Regions from separate parts of the Sus scrofa genome. Here region 2 is linked to region 1. Evidence: chromatin contacts called from public Hi-C data. All regions are on one chromosome and are shown on one strand. The core of a region is the stretch at or near the end of the contact, and the rest is flanking DNA. Distances in the headings are between cores, read along the strand shown. Region 1 holds the start of LOC110260907 (wiskott-Aldrich syndrome protein family member 1-like). Region 2 holds the start of CMIP (C-Maf-inducing protein).

The links. Hi-C and Micro-C count contacts between places; a contact is called where the count stands out from the background.
Region 2: a contact with region 1 is called in a Hi-C map of skeletal muscle, with 2.3 times the contacts expected there. The contact joins the promoter of CMIP here to the promoter of LOC110260907 in region 1. A contact is called at or near these places in 1 of 5 promoter capture datasets (liver), 10 of 47 Hi-C or Micro-C datasets (alveolar macrophages, brain, heart right ventricle and 5 more) and 2 of 2 datasets of contacts at active chromatin or transcription factors (alveolar macrophages and skeletal muscle).

The regions. Positions count from the first base shown.
Region 1 is chr6:6,829,518-6,836,387 of Sscrofa11.1, reverse strand. LOC110260907 (wiskott-Aldrich syndrome protein family member 1-like) reads left to right here and starts at 2,630. Exons shown (of 1, transcript XM_021093762.1): 1 at 2,630-6,870. The coding sequence starts at 2,772. The coding sequence ends at 3,899. All of the region lies in intron 1 of CMIP (C-Maf-inducing protein), which reads left to right.
Region 2 is chr6:6,880,262-6,887,606 of Sscrofa11.1, reverse strand. CMIP (C-Maf-inducing protein) reads left to right here and starts at 5,733. Exons shown (of 21, transcript XM_021093761.1): 1 at 5,733-6,289. The coding sequence starts at 5,993. LOC110260908 (a long non-coding RNA gene) reads right to left here and starts at 106. Exons shown (of 2, transcript XR_002344482.1): 1 at 1-106.

The DNA.
Region 1 (6,870 bases), core at 1,381-3,880:
CCCATCCTTCTTGGAACGTTGGTTAGCCCCACTCACCAAGCCCACTGTTGTCTATTTCCTTTCTACCCTATTCCCCGACTTAGAAAGGGAGTTCTCAGTCCTCAGTCTTCTTGTCTTGGAAGTGGGCACATACAAATGTAAAAGGTAGTTTTCTGCATTCCTCCCTCCACCCCCCCAGCTCTGAGACGTGACTGATGAGGAGAGGAGCGAAGGGAGCAGGGTCCTGTTCCAGGCCCGGGGAGTGGGAGAGCCAGGGACTGGAGGTAGGGGCTGCAAGATGCTGCAAATCCGGGGTAGTGAGCTCAGCTGTGTCTCAGTTCTTTCTTCTGTAAATTGGGGAGAATGGTGGGACCTTCCTTCCAGGGTCGGTGTGGGCCCTGGGTGAGTGAACACACGTAACAGGTGTTAACAGAGCCTGGCCCCTAGTCAGTGCTGTGGTTATTGGTACTAATCATTGCATTTAGTTCATTATAAAATAAAGTCAATATTTATTGGGCCTACTGTTGTGCTCTGGATACAGACATGAACAAAACAAACAACAGCCCCCCACCCCCACCCCCGATGCCTTTGTGGTCCGTACTAGTTGAGGGAGACTGTCAGGAAATGGATAAATGAGTAAAATGAATGGATGCATGCGGGGGGGGGGGGGTGCAGGGCTTCTGCAAGAAAGGGTTTTGTGATGTGCAGTTGGGTAATAAACCTTTGTGTGATTTCAGCCTCAGGGCTCTTCCTCACAAGAGAAGGTTCATAAGGCCGTACTGTCCAGGTCGAGGTAAAGGTCAGCCCCACAGGGACCCCCGGGACCCATTCAGAGGCTCCAGGGGACGCAGTTTGAAAACCAGCACTCTCAGTGAAAATGGTCAGAGCCCAAGAAGAACATTCTGTTAAACAGAGAGGCGGGCAGGGGCGAGCAGCAGGTGTAGGAGGGAGAAACCAGCACCCGTTGGAAGCAGTGCCTGGGGCCACCTGCTCCCGTAGTGGCAGGTGAGCTGGGAGTTGGACAAGGCCCTGAAAGTAGATCACGGATGTACTTTAAGGGGTGTCCGGGGCCCCTGGATGGTTGCCATTTATAAGAATGGCCTCCCGTGGGAGGACCTGCCACGTGTCTCATGAGCTCTGCTCTCAGCCCCGTGTGGGGCCTCCCACCCCAACCCCTACTGGGGGATCGATCCTTGCCCCCATGGAAGAGCTTGGGGCCCCGCCAGGTTGAGCCACTTGTCCAGGGCCACCTGAAGTCAGGACTGCTAAGTGTGGTAGGCTGGGGGCCTAAGGGACCATTTCCACAGAGCCCCTGAACCCAGCTGGCAGCTTCTGGAAGGGTCTCCGGGGACAAGGGGACTTCCTCTCGCTGTCATTGGCTTGAACTCTGCACAGCACACTTTGAGAAGTCACGTGATAGCACATCCTCCCCGCGATGTCCCAGCCCCTGGGGGGCTGGGTAGCTGGCACCTGGCTCACCTCAAACCCCAGGGGAGGTGAGTGGCACGGACACCAGTTTTCAGAATTTACACTGAGGCCCCGTCATGGAGATGCCAGGCCTGCCTTGGCTCTGGGCTGGTGGAGCCTGGCCTGGAGCCTCCGCCTACCCTCTGCCACGTGGGTCCTTCTCAAGTGTGGCATGTGCCTGCTAGGCCAGTGCTTCCCTTTGCTGTGGCTCCTCTGGACACTAAGTTTCGGTTTCCTTGCCATTGTTCTCTGTTCATTCATCCCTGCCCGTGTGTTCGCTCGTTCGCCCATTCATTCTCAGAACAGCGCAGCGGCGGAGGGGGCAGCCACAGATACAAAGCCGAGGGTCTCTGGGCAAATTACTTCATCTGTTTCCTCATCGGAGAAAACGAGGGTGCCACTCCTCCCAGGGCTGCCGGGAGGGTTAAAGGAAATAATGCGTGTGTGTCCAGTGGGTGGCCCGCGTACCGTCGTGTCTCTGTCCCTCCCCTGCTCGCGCTCCCCCTTTCCGACCCTCCTGTAAAACTTGCTGAGGCACCAGGTTGAAGCAGACGTGGTCCTTGTCGCCGGCCTTGATGGCGTGGGTTACCTTTCCCCACTGCCAGTTGGCCCGAGGGGTCCTTCTGGGCATCTGGCCACTGGTGACGGCCCAGGCTGCTCAGAGCTGCCTTTCACCACGGGTGGGGGCGGCCCGCGCGCATGCGTGCTCCCCAGGCATCCCTTGCGCGCCCGCACGCGTACACACGTGTCTTCCCACTGACCCATGAGCAGCACGTGTCTTGGGCCGTCGCACACACTTCCTCCCTTGGGCATCGGGCATCGTGGGTACAGGTAGCACACGTGTTCCAGAATGGCACATGCCTGCACACCAAGCGTCTCCTTGCCCGCGTGTGCAGTTGCCCTTATGTGTCCTTCCTCCACTGGGCACACCTCTCGGGTGTCCCCAGGTGTCCACGCCTAGCTGTGTAAGCGCTCATCTGCAGGCAAGGGTTTATTTCTTCACCACACATGTATGTAGCGTTTGCTCAGGCCCATCTAGGTGCTTTACAACTGCGAATTCGTTTCACCCCCTAACGACACTGAGACGCCCACTTCTATTAGCCCATCGTCCAGATGAGCAAACAGCCCTGGAGAACTTAGGTCACTTGCCCAAGGCCACACGTCCGTGCAGTGTAGGCCAAGATTCAGTCCCCCTCCACGGCTCTGAACCCGATCTGATGCCGTGCCCGTGAAGGTGTGTGGGCCTGCGCCGGGCTCACCGTGTAAATGCGTGCAGGCGTGGGTACACCTTCTCAGTGTGCACACGAGACCACGTTCTCCAGGTCATGGGTGCACAACCTCCATGTGCGCGGAAGGACTCAGGTGCTGGAGAACAGGCTTGTGTCTGCACACGCACACCACTCACACACACATACGTACACGCTCACATGGGCCCTCAGTCTCCATCTCAAGTCCCAGGCTCCAGCTCCCTTTCCCAGAGCCCCTTCCAGATTGTTCTCCATTTCCTCACTCTCAGTCCGCTGGAGAGGGAAGTGAATCTACGGGTCTGGACTCGCCTGCCTCGGCCACCCCTGCTCACCCGCTTGCTGGCTCTGTGGGGGGCCTGGAGCCCCAGAGCTCTTCCCTCTGCCAGAGCCCCCACTGGGCTCCCTTCCCGCCCATCTTCTGGGCTGGTCCGCACCCCAGGAATCTGGGCTCCTCCAGGCTGCACTGGGCTGGGGACAGGACGCATCCCCGGGGAGCAGAGTGACTGGACCGGAGGCCTCCCACGTGTTCCTGGCAGGAAACGCATTTCCTCCTCTGGCCCTTCTCTTCCAGGCACTTGTCCCTCGCCTCCCTTCCAGCTCATCTGCCCGCCCCCACCCCGCTGGGCTTCTGCGTCTGACCGTCAGCGGCTCCCAGCCCTGCCCAGTTTCAAGCCTGGGCTTGTGGGCCTGGGCGAGACTCTCCTGAATTGGCCTCATCAGAAGTACCCAGACTTCGAGCCAAGACCCCAGCGTCCTTGGCCTCCGCCCTGGGTCACCGGCACCTTTACCTGTCTCTGCGCCTTGCTTGGCTCACCCCCGTATCCACTCTTTCCCTCTCCAGACGTTCCCAGCCAGGAGCCAGGGCCCAGGTCCTCCCTCTGCACTCAGCCGTCACCGGCCGCTCCTGGTCTCCGTGCCTCCTCCCTCTCTCCCTCCCTCCCGTGTGCTGCCAGCTCCAGGCCTGGCCCTTTGTTCCAGCTGATGGCTGGTGCTGCCCGAGCACTGCTGCTCCCAGAGCCGTGGGCTTTCCCTGACCTTGTAACTTTGCTTTTGGTGAATTTTGGTTCTTCATCAAGATGCTCTGCTGCCCTCCCCCCTTTCCCTCCCCTCCCCCTTTCCCTCCCCCCTCTCTTTTTCTCCCTCTTGTTTTTCTGTGTGCTGAGCACTTTGTCCAGCCCTGAGCACTACTTCTTTGAATTGAATTAACAAAAGAAAGCCCTAAGGAACTGAGAAATCACTTGATTGCACAGGTGTCCTTTGCCAGTTGGTTACAAAGTTTTTATGAGCAAATCTGGTGGTTATCCTTTGGAAAATAAGCAAAGGCAAACCACTTCCTGCCGCTTCCAGGAGCCACTCGAGTGCTGGAGCTTTCTAAGACCTACCAAGAATCTGAAACTTCAGGCAGGCTTCCTCCGTTTTCCTGGAGAACTCGGCAATTTGTGTTGGTGAAATTCCACTGGGCCCGACAGGGTTGGAGATTGCATTTCAGTCTTGTCTTGCAAAGGAATTTCTGAGATCGAGTAACTTGGCTAGAGGGGAAAAGGGGAACGCTGGCTTGTGACCTAGGCAGCAGTGCCCTTCCTATGGGACTGGTGCCTCTGGAATTCGCAAATGCCACACAGCCTCTAAGTCGGCCGCCTCTTGGGCCTGAGGGTGAGCTCTGGCAGTGCCATGTGCCACGTGTGGATTCTGTCCTTTCTGCACCTTTACTTGACCTGTGTCCTAAATGCTGAGATGGGGAGAGGCAGTGTCCCACTCCCCAGTGTCGGGGGTGGGGTGGAGTGGGGCCAGAGCCAGGACTGCTGGTGCCCTAGGACGGGGCCTGGGTCTTAGGTTCGCGTCCACTCTGCCACGAACTTCAGCGGTTACGGAACCCCTCTGTGCCTTGGTTTCCTTATTTGTGAAACAGCGATGATTCTAGTAATCCCCTGGGGGCGATAGGAGAATTTTGTTGTCTGTTATTAAATAAAATATTCTGTTATGTGTAGTGCACCTCCCACATGCTAGGTCCCATATGCAGGCTTTGCAGATGCTAACAGGAGCAGCGTGGTCTTCGCCGGAGCCCTAGGAGCCGCTACTACCCAGCCCCGTTGTGCAGGTGAGGAAACCGAGGCTGGGAGAGGTTAGGTCACTCACACAGCTGGTAGGTGGCAGGGCTGGGCTTTCGCCCAGAGGCTGTGGCCCGGAGCCTGGGCCTGTTCCCTCCGAGCTGTCACTCTAGGTACTTCAACAGCCTGACCCCTGGGCTGTTTTGCCTGCGACAATCCCTGTTAACACGTGTCGTCCTGGGGTCATTCTCAGTTGTGCCCCATTTCATTTTGTCCCCCAGAGTGTCCTGGGTTGGTCAGTAGAGGACGCGGTCAGCTTATGTGTGGAGCGTTTAGGACAGTCCTGAGCACAGGATCCATGGGATCGATGGCCGGGGAGGTGACACAGCCACAGAGGATCAGCTTGGGTGGCCTGGGGGTGCCTTAGTCACTGCGGAACAGAGACCTCAGCTCATTCGCCCACTGCCCTGGGCCTCTCACATGCCAGGCACTGGAGCATCGTGCTGGGGGTGGGGTGATGAGGAGGGAGACAGGGACACCGCCAGCAGCTCTGGAAAATGAAGTCACGCCCAGGACTCGCCCTCGTAAGAAATGCAAAGCATTACCGCTGGGATCGTGTTCCCCTTGCTTTGTTTGGCAAATTATGACAGTATGTCACTGACCCAGCACATTCTGATTACCTATTGTTCAAATGAAAAAAAAGCAAAACAAAAACAAAAAGCAGGCCAGAAAACCGCTTCTGGTTATGTGATCGGTATTTAGAAGTTTCCATTCCAGAGTAGGCCTCAGGGCAGGGCCAGTCCCCAGGCTGTGTGGAGCCTTCACTGTCCCCAAGATGCCAGGTAATCGGCTTATCTTTGCTGTACCTCCGTCGCACCCTGTCCCCCTGTCCCCGTCCTTAGCTGCGTGTGAAGGATGTCATGGGCCGTGGCTCTCCCAGGCAGGCAGCCTGCTCCGGCCACTGGTGGCGTTTTCTCGCAAACCTGCCCTTGTTCAGCGCGTGCCCAACGTGGAGGCTGAAGGGCACAGCTCTGGGTAGGGTTGACCAGCTCACCCCTCTTTGCCCAGGACTGTCCTCATTTTAAAACTGGGAGTCTCAAGTCCTGGGAAAATTGGACAGCTGGTCACCCTCCAGGAGCGAGTGAAGCCAGCCCTGTGTCCCCACGGTCAGCTCTGCTGTGTGATGGCAGGTCCGTTGCTTGGGCGCTCCGAGCCTCCGTTTCCTCTCCTGCACAAGAGGCTTAACGGAGCCTGTCTCACAGGATCACTGTGAGGTTCAGTAGTTATGACGCCTCGCGAGTGGCGTGAGCCCTCCTTCCCCACTGGTGATGAGTTACCTTAAGATTTCTCCTGTGGGGCTTAGGCAGTAGTTGTTTTCCGGTGGTCCGAGTGGACCACCAGTCTCCCTTTAGATGCCAGTCTGACCATCTTATCTTGGGGTGGCTGTATGGAAGTGAATTCTGAATTCAGCCCTTGCCTTCTCCTCTAAGGCTTTTTGCAGCCAGTGCCCCCCGCCCCCCATGCCCCCAGTTCCCTGAGCCAGCCCCTGGCCCGTGTGTAACCTGGACATCACCTGGGAACAGGCAGGAGTGGACGAGGAGCTGACAGTTATTGAGCCCCTTCACATGTGGCATCACGGGCTACGTGCTTCATGTTTAAATCCTCCCACGAAAATCCTTACTTTCCAGATGGAGACTTGAGGCTTGGGAAGGTGGAATTATTTCCCCATCATTAGAAAAACGTGTAAGCAGTGAGATCCTGCTGTACAGTCCTGGGAACTATATCTAGTCACTTATGATGGAGCAGGATAATGTGAGAAAAAGGGATTGTATACATGTATCTGTGACTGGGTCACCTCGCTGTGCAGTAGGAAACTGACAGAACACTGTAAACCAGCTATAATGGAAAAAATACAAATCATTATTAAAAGAAGGTTAAATTTTTTAAATTTAAATAGAAAAAAAAAGAAAAGAAAAGAAAAATGTGGAGCTGGGCTTCAGCCCCACCTTTGTCCTGATCCACAGACTGTGCCGCTGCAGTGTGGTCCAGGGATCCTTGCTGATCTGTGCAGAGGTGAGCACAGAGTGAGAGGAAGGGTGTAGACACTTTTCTAGTAATGTAACTTTAAA
Region 2 (7,345 bases), core at 4,484-6,983, 48 kb before region 1:
TGGTATCTTGTGCGAGCTGGATCACTAGTCCCCAACAAAGTCCTTGCCCTCAGTAGGTGCTAATGGACAGGTGGGGTGGTTTTGTTCATTTTTTTTTTTTTTTTTTTTTTTTTTGGTCTTTTCGCCTTTTCTAGGGCCGCACCCACAGGCATATGGAGATTCCCAGGCTAGGCAGTAGCTGTAGCCGCCGGCCTACACCACAGCCACAGCAACCACAGCAACGTGGGATCTGAGCCGCATGGGCCACTTATACCACAGCTCACTGCAACACCAGATCCTCAACCCACTGAGCGAGGCCAGGGATCGAACCGGCAACCTCACGGTTCCTAGTCATATTAGTTAACCACTGAGCCATGACGGGAACTCCTGATTATTATTATTATTATTTTTTACTTATAGTTGATTTGCAATGCTGTGCAAACAGCTGTTGATGGAACTGAATTGAAGCAGGAAGAAAGTAGGCGGGGCAGTGTGGTCTAATGGTTGGAATGTTGACGTTACAGTTTGATTTCCAACGATCCTGCACCTACTCTGGGCCAGAACAGGCAGGGCCACACTAGCGCTGACCTATACTGGCTCCTGAGAGCTGATAATCTTTCAGGAAATCTACAAGCTGGTTGTCAAAAGGCCATTAAACAAGATTAAATTAATATAAACTTACAATTAAATAAATCGAATTCTTAAGAAAAGGTAATAAAACTCATCACTTCCTAATTATTTTGACATTTTACTAGTATCTCTGTTCTGGAAGTTATTTGTGTCTATTTCAGGGGTCGTCAACCTTCTTCTGTAAAAGGGCCAGACAGTAAATATTTTCGGCTTCACAAGCCAGGAGCTGAGGCTGGCCCTCCAGCCCCCTGGAATGTTGTATCTATAGGGTGCAAATAATCCACCATGGGGTGTGTCTCTTCCCAGCTCCACCTCTTGGTAACTGGAAAACAGCTATGGTGGGAATAGTCCCACAAGCGAAATTGTCAAAGGCAGAAACTCGGGGGCTCCCCTCCTTCCCCAGGCTCCCCCCCTCCCCCACACTCCCCAGCCCGCTGATTGTTAAACATTTACCAGCACACAGCTTGACACAGTGATGGGCAGACCCGGAATGGACCCTGACCTCTTGGAGGGTACAGTGTGTTGGGTTTGGGCACTGGTTCATGGTCGGGTGGGGCAAGGAGGGAGCTGGGCAAAGGCTGGTGAGGATGTCCCCTGGAGACCGCTCCAAGGAGGACTCCCACCTCTGCTCGAAGGGACAGGGCTGCTGGTAGCAGGCGCTTAGGTGGCCCCCTCTTAAGGCTGGGTGCTGCTCAGGTGCCCGCCTCCCCACCGGCAACTTGGCCACTTCCTCTAATCCCTCTGTGGGCAGCCAGTGCAGCAGGTCTGTCTTTCCCTCCCGAGGTGGCTCAAGGGGTGACCTCAGGGATCCCAGCGTTGAGATATGAGCGTCCTGCCTGCTCACTCCATTCCTCTAGCTCCAGGCATGGGGAAGCTTCTCCACCCACGTGACCCAGGGTGAACCCGTAGTGGGTTCCTGACACACGTGCGAGAGGTACTTCCAGTGGGCAGGTGAGACCAGAATACTGTCCAAAAAAGGAGGGGCTTCCAGCAAAGTGTGCACTGGCTTCTGGGAACCGGAGGAGAGGGAAGCTTCATGAACTCCTGTGCTTGTCCTGCTGTTCCATTCAGGTTTGATGCCAGGAGGGTGAACTGTAAGGAGCCTGGACTGTTCTTTGCTGAGTCTGGATACCTTTGGCATCAAGGATGCTCTGGGTCCATGATCCATCTGGGGAAACTTGATATGTTTGCATTACCTGCAGAGGTTGGGGGTGTTGCAGGGAGGGGGCTTCTGATGGAGTCCAACAACTGGATGTCAATTCATTTTTAGGTTGGGAACCTGGTACAGCGGGAGGCAAGGGGTCCTGCATAGTGTCTCATCACACCCCAGCTTATAGACCTAGTCCTATGGCTTGCACGTTCCTAGGCAACAGGGAATAGGTGAGTCTGACCAGCATCCCTGCCTATTTATTGAGCCCCTACTGCATGTAGGCACTGAGCCGGTTCTGCTGTCAACCAGGAAGTCCTGGTTTCTGTTTTCAAGGACCTTCTTGCAGCATCCTGGGGGCTCCGTGCCACTGACTGCAAACTAAAGCCAAGAAATGTTATTAGTTAAAGCTGACAGTGATCAAATTCCACACTTTCTACCAGAGTACCTGCTCAGAGAAATATTATAAAGGAGTGGGACAAACATGGACTTTCCATGGGGGCTTGGCTGGATCCCTATAATTGTCTGAAGCTCTTTGAGCCTCAACTTCTTCACCCTTAAAATGAGGATGGTAATAATTCTTGCCTTCTGGGTTGGTTGGAAGGAAGAAATGACAACGACTATAAAAAGCCCCCAGCAGAGTATCTGGCACTTGGGTGCTCGTCAATCAGTCATGATATTCCTACTTCATGCTCACAAGTCACCCCTTGTACCAAGAAGTTTTGGCGATGTCTGGATGGAATCAGGGAATCAGGATCCCTTTTTTTTTTTTTTTTTTTTTTTTTGGTCTTTTTAGGGCTGCACTCGTGACATATGGAGATTCCCAGGCTAGGGGTCAAATCGGAGCTGAGCCTCTGGCCTATGCCACAGCCACAGCAACACCAGGTCTGAGCCGCGTGTGCAACCTACACTGCAGCTCATGGCAACGCCAGATCTCTAACTCACTGATCGAGACCAGGGATAGAACCTGCATCCTCATGGATACTACTCAGATTTGTTTCCATTGAGCCACAACGGGAACTCTGGGATCAGGATCCTTTGCATTCTGGTCAGTCTTGTTCTGCTGAGGTTTTGCCCCCCGAAGGGGGTGGCGAGAGGGTCCACAGATGTCCCTCAAATGGACAGGAGCTGCCTTGTCTGCCACCGAGCTGCCCGTTCCATGATTTCATGCTGGCCCCCATCACCTCCCTGCTGGGTACCCTCGACGGCCTCCTCACCAGCCTCCCTGCCTCCAGACTGCTGCTCTGCAAACCTTGTCCATGTCCTGCTGTGATCAATGACCTTATGACGGTGACATCCACAAGTCACTTCCCTGCATGCTCCATGTGTTAGCTTCCCGCTGCTCTCAGGGGAGAGTCTGGTTCCTGGGCCTGCATTTCAAGGCACTGCATGCTCAGCCCCTGTTCATCTCTGAGGTCTCAGCCCTGCATTTGCGCCCCTGCTGCCCCAGGCTCCCTGCATGCCTTGGCAAATGCCTGCAGTTTTCTGCACAGGCTGAGGGTCCGCCCACTTCTCTGCCGTTGTATGTGCCATCCCCTCTTCCAGGAACGCCTTTCGCCTTCTTTGTCCAACTCCCCAAGACCCGTTGGAGTCAGGACATGTCCCCAAGTGCTGCAGCCAGGCTGGGGTAGGCACATGCTCTCTGTTCCTGCAGTCCCAAACACAGCATGGTCATTGTCTTTACAGTGTCTTAGACTCTGAGCTCTGTACCTGGGCTCAATCCTGACCAGCTAAGCGAGCCTGGCAGCCTCTCTACACGCTCACCTGCAAGAGAGGAGGATGATGGCACCTGTGTCACAAGGTTGTTGTGAGAAGGAAAAGAAGTGTGTGCGTGTGTGCACCACTCAGCACACAGGGAGTACTTACAAGGCTGGGAAGTGCAACTGGCCAACAGCAGGAGCCCGATAAAGGTTTGAACAACTGACTGAACTCCTTAATGGCGTGGCCTGGGGGTCTTGATGACAACCCCCCACAGCCACATCTGTGTCACGAGGTGGGGGCTCGGGCTTGACTCTTTCTTTTTTCTTTTTTGCTTTTTAGGGACCCATGCAAGGAATATGGAAGTTCTCAGGCTAGGGGTTGAATGGGAGCTGTAGCTGTCAACCCACGCCACAGCCACAGCAACATAGGATCTGAGCTGTGTCTGTGACCTACACCACAACTCATGGCAATGCCGGATCCTTAACCCACTGAGAGAGGCTAGGGCTCGAACCTGCAACCTCAGGGTTACTAGTTGGATTCATTTCTGCTGCGCCAGAATGGGAACTCCCGGACTTGACTCCTTCTTGCTTGATGGTTTTTTTCCCAAGCCATTGAGATTCAGAACTTAAAGAACAGAATTCACCAGCAGGTTGTAGGGAGTCAGCAAATTCACCATTTTCTCACCTAATGGTGCCCCCCCAGTGCTCAGGAGGAGACAAGAGCTCTGCCCATCTCCTGGGCAGACTGGAGGTGAGTCTTATCTGGTGAGGGATGTATGCTGGGCCTGCCTTCCACTGGGGAACCAACTGGGGCCAGGCTCAGGAGAGAGACTTCTGGGGAGCCCTCATGTGTCTACACAATCGCCACTGTAGGGCTGCCATGGACTAACTTCAGCACTCACGATGCAAGTGAACGCATGCTCACACTCTCACATGTCCACTGTAGAGGCACCTTCACTTAACAGAAAGGCACAGATCTGGGGGCTTGAATGGTATGAACTGCAGACGTGTGCTGGCTGCGCTAAAGCCCCACCTGGGAGCTGAGACCTGGCTGGGTGGCTTCAGGTGCCATTCCTGATGGCAGAAAGGCAACATTTTTTGTTTCACAGCTGGAGTTCCCCAGTGACACCATGCATCAGTCCCCAAAGGTGCTTCCAATATGATTCTCTTACACTTCTGCACAGGGCCTGGGGGTACAGAAATGAATGACCTGGTCCTGGCCTGCGGGCAGAGGTAAAGAAGCTGGAGTTGCCGGGGTGCAGGTGGGTGGGGAGCGGGTACCTCTGGGGAGGGATTTTTTTCCCCCCCGCTAGGTTCCTATTAGGAACTAATCAGAATCCAGCAGCAGAAGGCAGGAGGGGTGCTGGGGAGCCTGTCCCCTCCACCCTGGGTGGCTTCAGGACCCCAAGGGCCAAGGGCAGGAGGACATCTGTAAATGATCAGGAAGCCTGCAGAGTCCCACAGGCTGAGCCAGGGCAGTGTGGCTCATTATCTGGATAACTGATGGGACATTTTCAATTCGAGGAAACATCTCTGTCTTGTGGCGCCATCTGGCCAGTCAGGTGAACAGCCTGAGCTGAAGGGGGAGTGGGTGCAGAGGTCAAGCCGTCCTGCCCACACCCCTCCCTCCCGGCCGGGTCCCTCGGGGTTGCACCTGGCCGCACCTCCGCCATCCGCGTGGACAGGTTTCGGGACGCTGGCCTTTCGAATCCCGGCCGGCCGCGGCGAGTCCCTGGATCCGTCCGGCCCGCGGGCCGCGGGGCTCGGCACCCGCCTGGGCACCGGCGGGGGCGCGGCTGGGCGTGACGTCACGCGCCCCGCCCCCGCGGCCCCCGCCCACTCCCCAGGTTCCGGGCAGGGCGGTTCGGTGCCTGCCGGGGCTCGCCCGCCCCAGCCCCCTCCCCGGGGGCCGCCCCCTCTCGTCGGGCCGCGCCTCGGCCCCTCGCGTCCCCGCCCGGCGGCGGACTCCGCCTGCTAGAGGCCGAAGCCGCGGCGGCCGCCGCCGTTGCCGCCATTGACGTCAGAGGGGCGGGCACATGACCCCGCGGGGACCAATCGCGCGGGCGCCGAGCGGCTTCTGCAATCTCTCAACTGAGCCGGCCCCCGCGGCCCCCGCCGCACACTCGCCCGCGGACGGCCGCCCAGACACACGTACTGTACACACGAGCGGGCGGCGGGGCCGAGACACGCCCGCCCGCGCGGCCCCCGCTCGCCGCCGCCGCCGCCGCCGCCGCCGGGCCCCCGGCCCCCCTCGGCCCCCCCGGCCCCCCGGCGCTGCCCCGCGTCCCCGCCCGCCCGTCCGCCGAGCCGGTCCGGCCGCCGCGAGCATGCACCCGACGAGCTAGGAGGAAGCCGGAGGAGCCCCGCAGGAAGGACCGAGCGCCGGCTGCCCGCCCGCCCGCCCGGGCCCCTCCCCTGCGGGGCGCCCCCAGCCCCACACCCCCCCACCTTCCTGGGGGGTGGGGGGGTGCGGGCCGCCGACCGCCCGGGACAGCCCGTCTCCCCGCCCCCGGCCCCCTCCCCGGCCCGGCAGGCCATGGATCTGACCAGCAGCTCGGGCGGCGGCGATCCTCGGCAGATTGAGGAGACCAAGCCGCTGCTGGGGGGCGACGTGCCGGCCCCCGAGGGCACGAAGATGGGCGCCGTGCCCTGCCGCCGGGCCCTTCTGCTGTGCAACGGGATGAGGTACAAACTGCTGCAGGAGGGCGACATCCAGGTCTGTGTCATCCGGCACCCGCGGACCTTTCTCAGCAAGATCCTCACCTCGAAATTCCTGAGGCGCTGGGAGCCGCACCACCTAACGCTGGCCGACAACAGCCTGGCGTCCGCCACGGTGAGTCGCTCTGCGCGGCGGCGCGCCTGCACCCCCGCACCTCCCCTCGGGGCCCGGGAGGCGCCCCCTCCCACCGGCTGCCCCCAGCCTGCCGCTGCACCTGGAGCCCGGGGCCTGCGGGGCGCCGGGGGTCGCCGTGGGGGGAGAGGCGGGGAGAACCGGGCGCCCCCCTCCGGGCCTGGGTTCCGGGCTGGATTGTGGAATCCGAAGTTCTGCCCAGCCGGCGGGCTCGGGGAGACCCTTCTAATTCTGGAGACGATCTGGCCCACCCCAGGCTGAACATTTGGGGACCTCCGGGCCCAGCGCTTGTGTTAATTACGGATGGGACCTTGGGACAGATCCGAAGCAGGGCCCTGAGGGTGGTGGGGGTTCCCTTTCTGAAAGCCCATCTGGATCTGCGCCCGAGGGGAAAACAAAACAACTCAAAAAAAAAAAAAAAAAAAAAGAGGAAAAAACCCAACAACCTCAAAACCCCAAAACCCAAAGAATTTCCAGAAGCCAGTTCCTTTCTTTGCTCTACCCGTCTTTTTCCTGCCCGGGCTGGCAGGCAAAACTGGGTGCTTCCCTTTCCGAAAAAAATTTCATTCGCCCATGGGGGGGGGAGGGGGCAGGGGTCCTGCGCTGTCTCCTCCCCATGGAGGGCCAGGGCGGTCAAGTTCTCTGTGCGGAAGCTGGCCTGTGGGGCTCAGGTCTTGCATTGTCTGTGAAGTGTTGTATACGTGTGTTTTGTTGCTGGCGGTTTTGTGTTGTTATTGCTATTGTTTTTAAGTATATGGCTGGGATTGGGTCAGCCGGAGGAGAGGGACAGAAGTCATTGATCTGTTTCTGAAACAGAAAATCTGCAAGGTGGAGAGCTGGGCTGTGGTGGGGTCGCAGCGGGGGAGGGTGGCGGGCAGGAGCCTGAACAGGATGCTTTGTGTTTTGAAACAAGGACAGTTGAAAGCACCAGCTCTGCTTGGGCCCAAGCCTTGCCGAGGGGGTCCTGTCCTCCTCGGAGGGGTGGCAGGTCTTCTCCAGGATGCACACTCCCCCCTCGGGCGACCGTGATCCTGTTTA